Linked DNA regions of Capsicum annuum: region 1 is linked to region 2. Evidence: chromatin contacts called from public Hi-C data. All regions are on one chromosome and are shown on one strand. Each heading gives the region's core, a stretch centred on a gene start, on an enhancer-like site or on the middle of the called end of the contact. The rest is flanking DNA. Distances are from core to core; before and after follow the strand shown. Region 1 holds the start of LOC107848224. Region 2 holds the start of LOC107847871.

Region 1 (4,673 bases), core at 306-2,805, 200 kb before region 2:
TATACAGTCCATATACTATACTAATACAGTCTATATACAATACTGATACAATCTATAAACAATACTGATACAGTATTCAACTTGGGCAATTCGTCCCTTTTAAAAATATTTTTGCTACAAATTTTTTAACTGATCAAAATATTTATAGCTATATATATTTCAATTTTTTTGTTATATATATATATATATATATATATCATGTATCGATCGATGAATAGTGTATAGTATTCAAAAACTAGGTGAATCTATCTAAACGTATTAAATAATATGTTAAGTAATACATATCATACGATCGAGGTATTCATTAATATTTAAAATTAGTAAATAAAAAACTATATTTAAAACTCTCTCTCTTTCTCTCCCTCTCTCTAAATATATATATATACATACACACATATATATATACACGAGTGTATCTTGTGTCGTATACGTATGTACGTAATATTCAGAAGCTACCTAAATGTATACAGTATATTGAATATGTTGATATCATACGATCAAGATAATAATTTGCTTTTGAGGTTACAAAAACTGTAAGAAACTTAACAGATAATTCATCATAGAGTATAATGAATACATTGTATTATAAGTTTATATACTCATGCATATGATGTATATAGTACGTATTCAAAAGTTAATATATATATGTGTATGTAACACACACACATATATATGATGCAGTGATCGATGTAGGGAGTAATGAAAAAGTAACTGAATGTATCTAAACATATTGAATAGTATGTTAATATCATACGATCGCAGTATTAATACTATACAATCGAAGTAAAATATATACATAATCCGTTACTTCATCAGAATATATATATATATATGTGTGTGTATACACGTTGTATATGGGGTAATTACATACTCATGTATATGTGATATATATAGTACGTATTTAGAACCTGATAGTTGATAGTAGTGTATGTGTGTGTATGTGCACTATATATATATATATATATATATATATGCATGTATTTCTCATGTATTGCAAAAAGTCAAAGCTAACTGAACGTATATTGAATACCTTGATTTGAAACGATCAATGTATAATATACTATACTTTGAAGTTATAATATACTGTCAATTATATACTCGTCTATGTGATGTATATAGTACGTATTTAGAACCATATAATTGATAGAGTGTGTGTGTATAGGTATATATAGTATATATTATGTAGTGATGTACGTAGGACATAGTCCAAAACCTACATTTATATATATGTATATCATGTGTAGTGTGATGTACGTAGTACGTAGTAAAAATTAAAGGTAACTAAATAATGTATTCAGTTATATATTAAATACGATGATATCATACGATTGATCGATCGAGGTAATAATATACCGTTGAAGGTATAATAATATAAGATAAACTAATCTATAATTCATCTGAGTGTATGTGAAATACGTTTTCAATTTTTAATGAAAATCAATCACAAATGATCATTTTTCGAATAATTTTGTTTTTTAAAATTTTAAACGGACCACTTGTGATCGATTTTCCCCAAAAATTTATAATACCCAATTCAGCCCAATAATTTGACCCGACCCGGCTAGCCGTCTTACTTGCCCCTTTTCCCTTCCAATCACCCTAGCACCAACGATTTTCCCTTCCAATTACAAACAACTCTCACACGGCTCTCGACGACCTCACCAACGGAATTCTCGGCGACCTCACCGACTAAAGTAGCGGCACAGCGACGGAAAAGCAGCGGCACAGTGGTACACTTTCTCTTTTCGCTCTCTGTGTTCTTTTTTGGGATTGGGGGCGATTGATAGCTAATTGTGTTGGTGAATAATGAAGGTGGTTCCCGATATATAATGCGATGATTCGTGATTGTTATAGTAATGATGGTTAGTGATCCAAATTTCTTTTATTAGTTGGATGTCATAGACTCCTGTAGTTCTATTTTAAGTCAGATTGGTTCTTTAGCTGTGCAAAATGTTTGCATTTTGGTTTCTGGTTGTTACGTATTCACTTCATTACATTTTGTGCGATTCCTCTACCCGTCTAATTGTTTTTTCTATTTATAGTTCTTTTTCCTTGCTTGTTATATAGCTTCTCACAAATTATGTGCCATTTTTGACAGCCGAATTAGGGTAGAAGGTTAGTGCGTGTGGGTGAGTCGTAGCCTGCAGGTACTTGTGCCTTGGGGTAATCTTGCTAGTAGTTGTATAACTTTGCACATAGGGTGGAGTCTCTAGTTAGGAGGGTTTTTCTTTTGGGAGGGGGGGGGGGGGGGGGGCTTGCGGTTTTTAGTTTATAGTACTGCTTTGTAGGTGCCGTATTTTCGTTTATTTCATCTTGTCTCATGTTTATTACGAGTGTATCTACTATCCTTTTGTCTTGAGCCGAGGGTCTATCGGAAACAACCTCTCTGCTTCTTCGGAGGTGGTGGTATGGACTGCGTACATCTTACCCTCCCCAGACCCCACTAGGTGGCATTACACTGGGTATATTGTTGTTATTGTTGTTTGTTTGTTGCTTGATGAATATAAAGTACCCTTTGTCTTTGAATGTAATATTACCATAATTCCGTTGCATCTTATTTGTGCAACCTTTCTTCTTAAGATGTCCAAATTGTTTTAGGGATTCTTTTTTCCTTTTTGGGTAAATGTAATAGGATTAGTTTGCTGCCATGGCTGGCAGAGTGGCTTCCTACAAGTTTTTGGATCAAATGAACATACATTAACCACTTGATGATCAGCTGACCTTGTATTGTGATATTTCCTTTTTGTGTTCCCATTCATTTCGTGACAAGTAAATGGTTCATTATTGACTACAAACGGGATTCCTTCAGAAAAAAAATTGACTACAGACGGGCTTCCTTTAGCAAGAGGCAAATACATCAAAACCTAAGTAGAATTTCATCTTCTTGATCCTTACAAGTGGGGTGTCATATGTACTCCAAAAGTAGACTAAAGCAGCAAAATGATTTGCAATTTATTGAGGGATTCTGTATGTGTTCAGAAATTTCTCTTTCCATGTGGTCACTGCTTGTTGCAAGCTCTGTTGCTTCTACATCTCCTACCGCTTGTCTCCAAATCTTCTGGACCTTTCCAAATTTTTAGGATTGACCCATCATAGTTGAAATAGATTTAGCATAAGACACCACAATTTTTAAGGATCTCTTTCGAGTCACTCTTACTATTTGAGTTTAACTTTGAGTGGATAATGAGATGTTTCTCTACATAAAAAGCACCAATGAATGTATATGTTTCCTTTGCATCATTTTTTTTTCCTTTTGGTTCCCCGTGCCTTGCTCCAAACAAAAAATTGACCTCCCTAGCTTTTCCACAGTTCCTGCCACCACCGAAAAACATCCGCCTAGAAAAGGAAAAGGAACCTTAAATTTGCTTTTTGTTTGCCATTTGCTTGAGATACATCTATGCAATAGTTGCACTATACATTCCTTATCAGTGTTCAGTGAAGCGTGATGCAGAAAAAAGCAACAAGGCTCTACATCACGCATTATGCGATGCGTGATGCGCTGCAACCGCATCATTGAAGTGATGCACAATTTAATTTTAAAAAAATACCTATAGAGCATTCAAATAGTAAGTTATAACTGAAAAGACCACAACAACTATATAATCAACAATAAAGACAATATATTTAAGCAAAAGTTCTAATGAAACACCAACAAATCAGTTCAAAGAAAAACAAACCCAAAAAAAAGAAGAAAAATCAAATCTAAATTAATAATGGTTCAATCTAAAGCTCTTCTAGTTCATTAAGATTGTCCAATTCTTCTATTCCTTGAGTATCAATTTTTCTATTTCGATCTTCTCTTAAACTTCTGACTCCTTTTTTAAAATTTAAAAATTACCCATAAAAAAAATTCACTTCCAGCCCTTTTTTAAATTTAAAAATTGCAAAAAAATAAAAAATCCATAATGCGCTCGCATCGCCATCCGCATTGCCATCCGCATCGCATCACGCAACAGGGCTTGATGCACCCGCAATTCTCATATTGCACCGCATCAAAGATGCGACTCGCTGGGAGTCCGCATCGCATGCGATGATGCGGTCGCATTTTTGAATACTGTTCCTTATTGTTGTCTCTTTATCTTTATTCTTCCTGCAACTGTGACCTCCCATGTTAATCAAATGTCTAATATAATCTGTCTGGAAAATTGTACTATATTGCTTGGAAAAAGACAAGAAATAACGACTTCTTGTCTTGATATTTATTAATCGGCACTAAGAAGCTCATCTTACAACGATTCAAAATATTCTTTTGCATCGTCTACATATTTCTTTACACCAAAAAATCTATGTCTTAGCTTTTCTTTGCACCAGAAAGAAAGAGACAAAAGACACTTTGTCTTGATATTCTGTATAGAGCACGTAATGTTTTCAAAGAACCTAGCATTGCTTTATTTCCCCATAGTCCACCATATGCTGGCTGGATAACCTTCTGACGCTTCTTCTGCCTGTTACTACCTGTGTCATTACCCATTTGTCCTCACCAAAGACAGAAACAACTACCATAATATTTCAGTAACCTTGCAGTAAAGAAATAAATGACTGTTGTTTCTTACTTTCTTGCCTCTTCCTGGCAGAAAAAACCACCTGTAAGTCAATTAGATTACCCTTTCCTATAAGTTTTCATGTGTCAAAAATGCTTTTCTAGCCACCAGCCAAGTGAAAGAGATCACTTT
Region 2 (4,954 bases), core at 1,004-3,503:
AACACCTAAAAGAACTCAAGCCAACAACTTTGTTCAGGCACTGATGCCTAGTTCAGGTGGTGTGGAGAAAGTTTCAGCTCCTCCAACCTATGTTGCACAAGACAATTATGATGATGTCCAACGTAAATTTACATTGCTTTAATCAAATAATTGATGGAACTTTTAGCATTTTAAGCGAATTGTTGAATTATACGTTTACATATATGTTATAGATAAATCGATATTTATTGGAGGATTTCCATTAAACACAACACGAAGTGATCTCCATGATGTTGTCAAAGAGTTTGGATCAGTTCAGATTCAGGACATTCAACTTAAAACTTATGAGGTATAAATGTTTCATATTGTTTTTTTTTTTGGGTTATTATTGTTGGTTTATCATTTGCTTAAACCTTATAATAATTAATTTCTTTTGAATGTAGGATGGATATTGTTGTGGTTTTGTACATTTTCAAGATGCAATTTCTGCTCAAAATGTTGTCCAAGTAATGAATTTTAATCTACACATCCTCTTGTTCAAAATATTTATTAGTTTTAATGTTCATTGATCATCTTTTAGTGTTTGTCTTCTTTATTCAATGTTTAATTCTAGGTTCATCACATTATTGTGAAGGGGAAAGAGTCTTACATAAGATTCAAGAGACCTAACAAAGGTACACTATATATATGTATATGCTTGTCATTTTATTCTGTCTTAATAAAAGTATAGCTTGGTGCACTAAACTTTTTACATTCACGCACTGTTCCAGAAAGGGCCACACCTCAATGGGGTGTGACACAAGTATCAATTGATGATTCCACAATTCGAACCTATGACCTATATATCATGATCGCATTGTATTTGATTTTCAGGTCGCAGCAAGAGAGCAAACTTTTCATTGGACACCGAGGAGAAGGTTATTCAGCAGTAGAACTACATGAGGAGGGATAAAAGATGTGGTGGCAACTAAAGTTAGTGTTGTTGTAGGCTTAAATTATATAATTTTGTTGTGGTTGTATATCTTCGTGTTGAAGATACAATATTTGATTTTTGGATGGTTTTAAAAACTAATATTCCAATTTTATTGATATTTATATCTATCAAGGTGGATTTTACTAATATAGAAAGACTTTAGTTCAAACTCATTTTAAAGTTCCTCCAATGGTTTATTGGATGTGATTTTATAGTTTCAATTTTTTACATATTTGATAGGGCCATGGAGTTAAGGTCCACTATCATTGTGATCTTATATTCTTGTGGCCTTTGGTTAAACAGGTTTGAAATCGAGATATTATTATCTAGCTTTTTAAATTTAAAATGGATCGTAAAATTTAAGTGGTTAGCAATTATATAAATACGATATTTTATTTATAGATGTTTCTTCAGCTATCGCAAGAATTAAATAGAGTCATCCCACATTTGATGGGCCATGGGGTTTGTTAACATGCACTATATATTATTGTGGTCTTATTTTTCAAATAGCACGTAATTCATTTATGGCCTCACTTTTTTATATTTTTGGGTTATAAAAATATTTGGACTTCATTATAGTAGCCATTGGGTTGGAAAATTAAAGTCCACTTAATTTACTCTTTGTTACGTACAAATAAAAAAATTAATTTGATGCACTAAAGTTTCTTTTATTTATGAAATTCAGAAATGAATCAAACCTCAAAGGATTTATTGTTTGTAGTCTAACCTTATATTTTCGCAAATTGTTATTTTCACGACTAAAATTTGTGACTTTTTGATCACATAACAACGACATTTCCTAATAGTGGCTATTCTATTTATTTCTTCTGGTCCAGCTTTCACTTTCGAAAACAAATTATATACGTGGTCATGATGACTATATCTGTGATGACCATACATTATTCCACCTATATTTTTCTCTCTCTAATATTAAGAAATATAGCTAATAATATATATAATTTATAAGAATACATAGTTCTGTTTGAAGTAGGGGAGGCTTGTAGCCATGATAAAGTTGTCTCTGTGTGATCTATAAGTTATAAATTCGAATTGTGGAATCGGTCATTAATACTAAATCAGGTTAGACTGTCTACATTACACCCCTTAAATCAATTTTTTTTTTTTAAGCAATGGATATTTATAAAATAGTTATAAGACAATTGTAAGTAAGCATCTACTATAAACATTAAACTTGTAATCTGATAAAAATAATAACTAATTTGTATTACATGTAATTAAAATATAATAATTGTGTGAAAAATATTTATATATTATCGATGTATATCCTAGTAATTGTTATTTGCTTGCAAAGATCGATAGAAGGATCACATTTGTGAAAAAAAAAAAAAAAAATCTTTTACAAGTCATAAAGTTTATTAATCTAGTATATCTAACTCTATGACATTATCCTAATAGTCTTTGTGGATTTTCACAAGGGACAATGTTACCATCATAGTTTCCACCTGTTCCTTATCATTAAAGAACTACTTAATTATTAATACTTTTTTTCCTCTTCCAATTTGTTTTAAGATCATCCACAATCCAATGTTGAACATAATGGTGATGATCGGATCAGCTTGTACACTCTTCAACTATTTTAAGGTGTACCTTGCTACCTCGTACGTGTATCGGCTAAATCTATCTACCGAGGCTTAGGCTGATGGAAAGAAATCTCGAGAAGGTTTTTTGTTTTTGGTGTTAAGAGTTTATAGCTAGTATTCCATGAATAGCATTATTTGGAATTTGTCATATTTGTGTATGAGTTTTTGCGTGCCAGGATAGCGATATTAGCTGTTATTAACCGAGTTCTTAGTGTAATTTTCATACCTATATTTTATAGTTTTAGTCAACACAAATACAGGTCTTGAACTAAAGTTACTGGTTCGGCCGAACTCATATAGAATATGGAGTTTTGGGTTGTTGTAGCAGCTGCAGGTGCAGGTTATGTAGCACAATATTTGCAAAGTTCATCAGAGGAAAAGGAAAATCAATTTTCTAAAATTTCAACAGATGAACAATATTCAGATCATAACAAGAATTTGTTGCACCAACTACGCGAAAAATTTTGTCCATTTCATATGTTAGCTCGAAGAAGAGCTAAAAAAGATGTTTCCGATGAAGGGGTTTTCAGATTCAGACAGCTTAATCTTGATTCGTCAGATTGCTCTAGCGATGAAAAAGATATTCATACAAGTACCAAGAACAAAGATTCTGGTGTACCATTCAGTTCAACAGGTTACATTATATGGGTTTAACGTATATATACTGATTGCTGACAGAGTAGAAAAATTTTATATTATCTGTGTTTGTGTCATGTTGTCGTATCTAGGTTATTGTTTCCGCGTTTTTTGGTGGATAGGTTACCTGTAGTTATCATTTGGAGAGTTCGAGCAACATAGGCCAAAACATAAAGCAATTTAGTTACCTTCAAGATTTTTGACTATGATTTACTGATGTTTTGCTTCTGTTTCTACTTTGGCTTGATGCAAGCAGGGCTAGAAAATGGAATGGCTCTATTATACATAGGGATTGTTAGTGGCATGATGTCTGCTGTTATTGCAAACAGAAGAGAGATAGAAAAGGTGAATGAGAAGTTAAAATGGACCAAGAATTTAGTACAAGAGTTAGAAGAGGAGCTCAATGTGAGAGAGATTGCTAATGATGATTATGAAAATCCAAATCTATGTAGCCCTTCTATGTTATCTGTTGATGAGCCAACAAGACAAACCAGTGAGAGCACAAATCATATGGCAGCAGAGAATCACGAGTCGATGAGCGAAATTGAGGCTGAACTTGAAGCTGAATTGGAAAGGTTGGAAATGAACATGAAGGTTTCAACTTTTGAAAGAATATCTGATTTTGTTGAGGTAAGCTTGCATTTAGCTGCACTTCTACTTATTCCTATTTTTGGAAAATATCATTTTATTAGACTTTGACTGAGACGAGCTCAAATGAAACTCGACATGAACAGTAAGAATTTATATAGCCGATTCCAAATCCAACTTGCTTGAGATTGAGGCGTAACTGTCAATTGTCATTATTGTAATCCGTGCACTTAGCTGCTAAATGTGCTCCACCTTTGTGCATAGTAGGTCCTAGTCTGTGATCCTTCAAGCGTGACAAATATATAAAGGATTCATATAGTTCATCTATTAAAGCGTAGTTGACTGGTTGGTTGAATCCTATTCAAACTTGTAGATTCATATAGTTTGTCGTCATAACTCTTTTTGTATGACTGAAAAATTCATCTAGCGCAAGCTCTTAGAACCAAATGCAGCCTTCGAAACTCGTGGATAATGGACCCTTGCATCTGCACGCATGGCACGGGGCTCAAACCTGTGACCAAAGTCAGATAGACTTTATACTTTATGTGGTGTCCATGTTAACGAAATTTGGAGACTTCTGCTGTTCACTTGTTACCAACACTTAAAATCTCTTTAGTTTACTTCTGTGAAATAGCTAGGTAGATCTCTGATTCATGAGTTTCAATTGTGTAGCTAGATCCAGAAGATGAAGTAGATGTGGCTCAAGGAGACTTAAAACTAGATTGCTTCAATGTGCAGTGCCTGGGTTCATCAGAATCAGATACGGATACTAGTGGAACTAGGGGTGTTCATTCTGAACTTGACAAGTATCCTGTTTCCCCCAGGGAGCTAAGTTCGCGCCTGCACGAGTTAATAGAATCCAGGCTAGAAGCGCGAATTAAGGAGCTCGAAACAGCCCTTCTTCATAGCCAAAATAGAGCTTGTTCACTGGAAACACAACATAAACTCTCTCAAAAGAACTTTGCGTCGAGCGAAATAGAGTCCTCTGCATATTTACAAAGTCCATATTGGTATCATGAGGCTAATGAAGAGACCATGAGGACCATGCATGGAAGTGAAAATGCTATCGACATTGATACAAGCGTTCCTCCTTATGATAGAGGGTTGATTGATAGCTCAAATGAAAAAAGGGGCAGCCTGGTGCACGAATGTATGCAGCCTACCTTGATGCAATTAT

What was found. Hi-C and Micro-C count contacts between places; a contact is called where the count stands out from the background.
Region 1: a Hi-C map of pericarp shows a contact between it and region 2, with 2.2 times the contacts expected there. The contact joins the promoter of LOC107848224 here to the promoter of LOC107847871 in region 2. A contact is called at or near these places in 4 of 5 Hi-C or Micro-C datasets (bud, leaf, pericarp and 1 more).

The regions. Positions count from the first base shown.
Region 1 is chr11:13,731,450-13,736,122 of UCD10Xv1.1, reverse strand. It overlaps LOC107848224, which reads left to right and starts at 1,555. Exons shown (of 2, transcript XM_016692931.2): 1 at 1,555-1,730.
Region 2 is chr11:13,535,851-13,540,804 of UCD10Xv1.1, reverse strand. It overlaps LOC107847871, which reads left to right and starts at 2,253. Exons shown (of 3, transcript XM_016692436.2): 1 at 2,253-3,187; 2 at 3,446-3,819; 3 at 4,450-4,954. The coding sequence starts at 2,857. It also overlaps the pseudogene LOC107846716.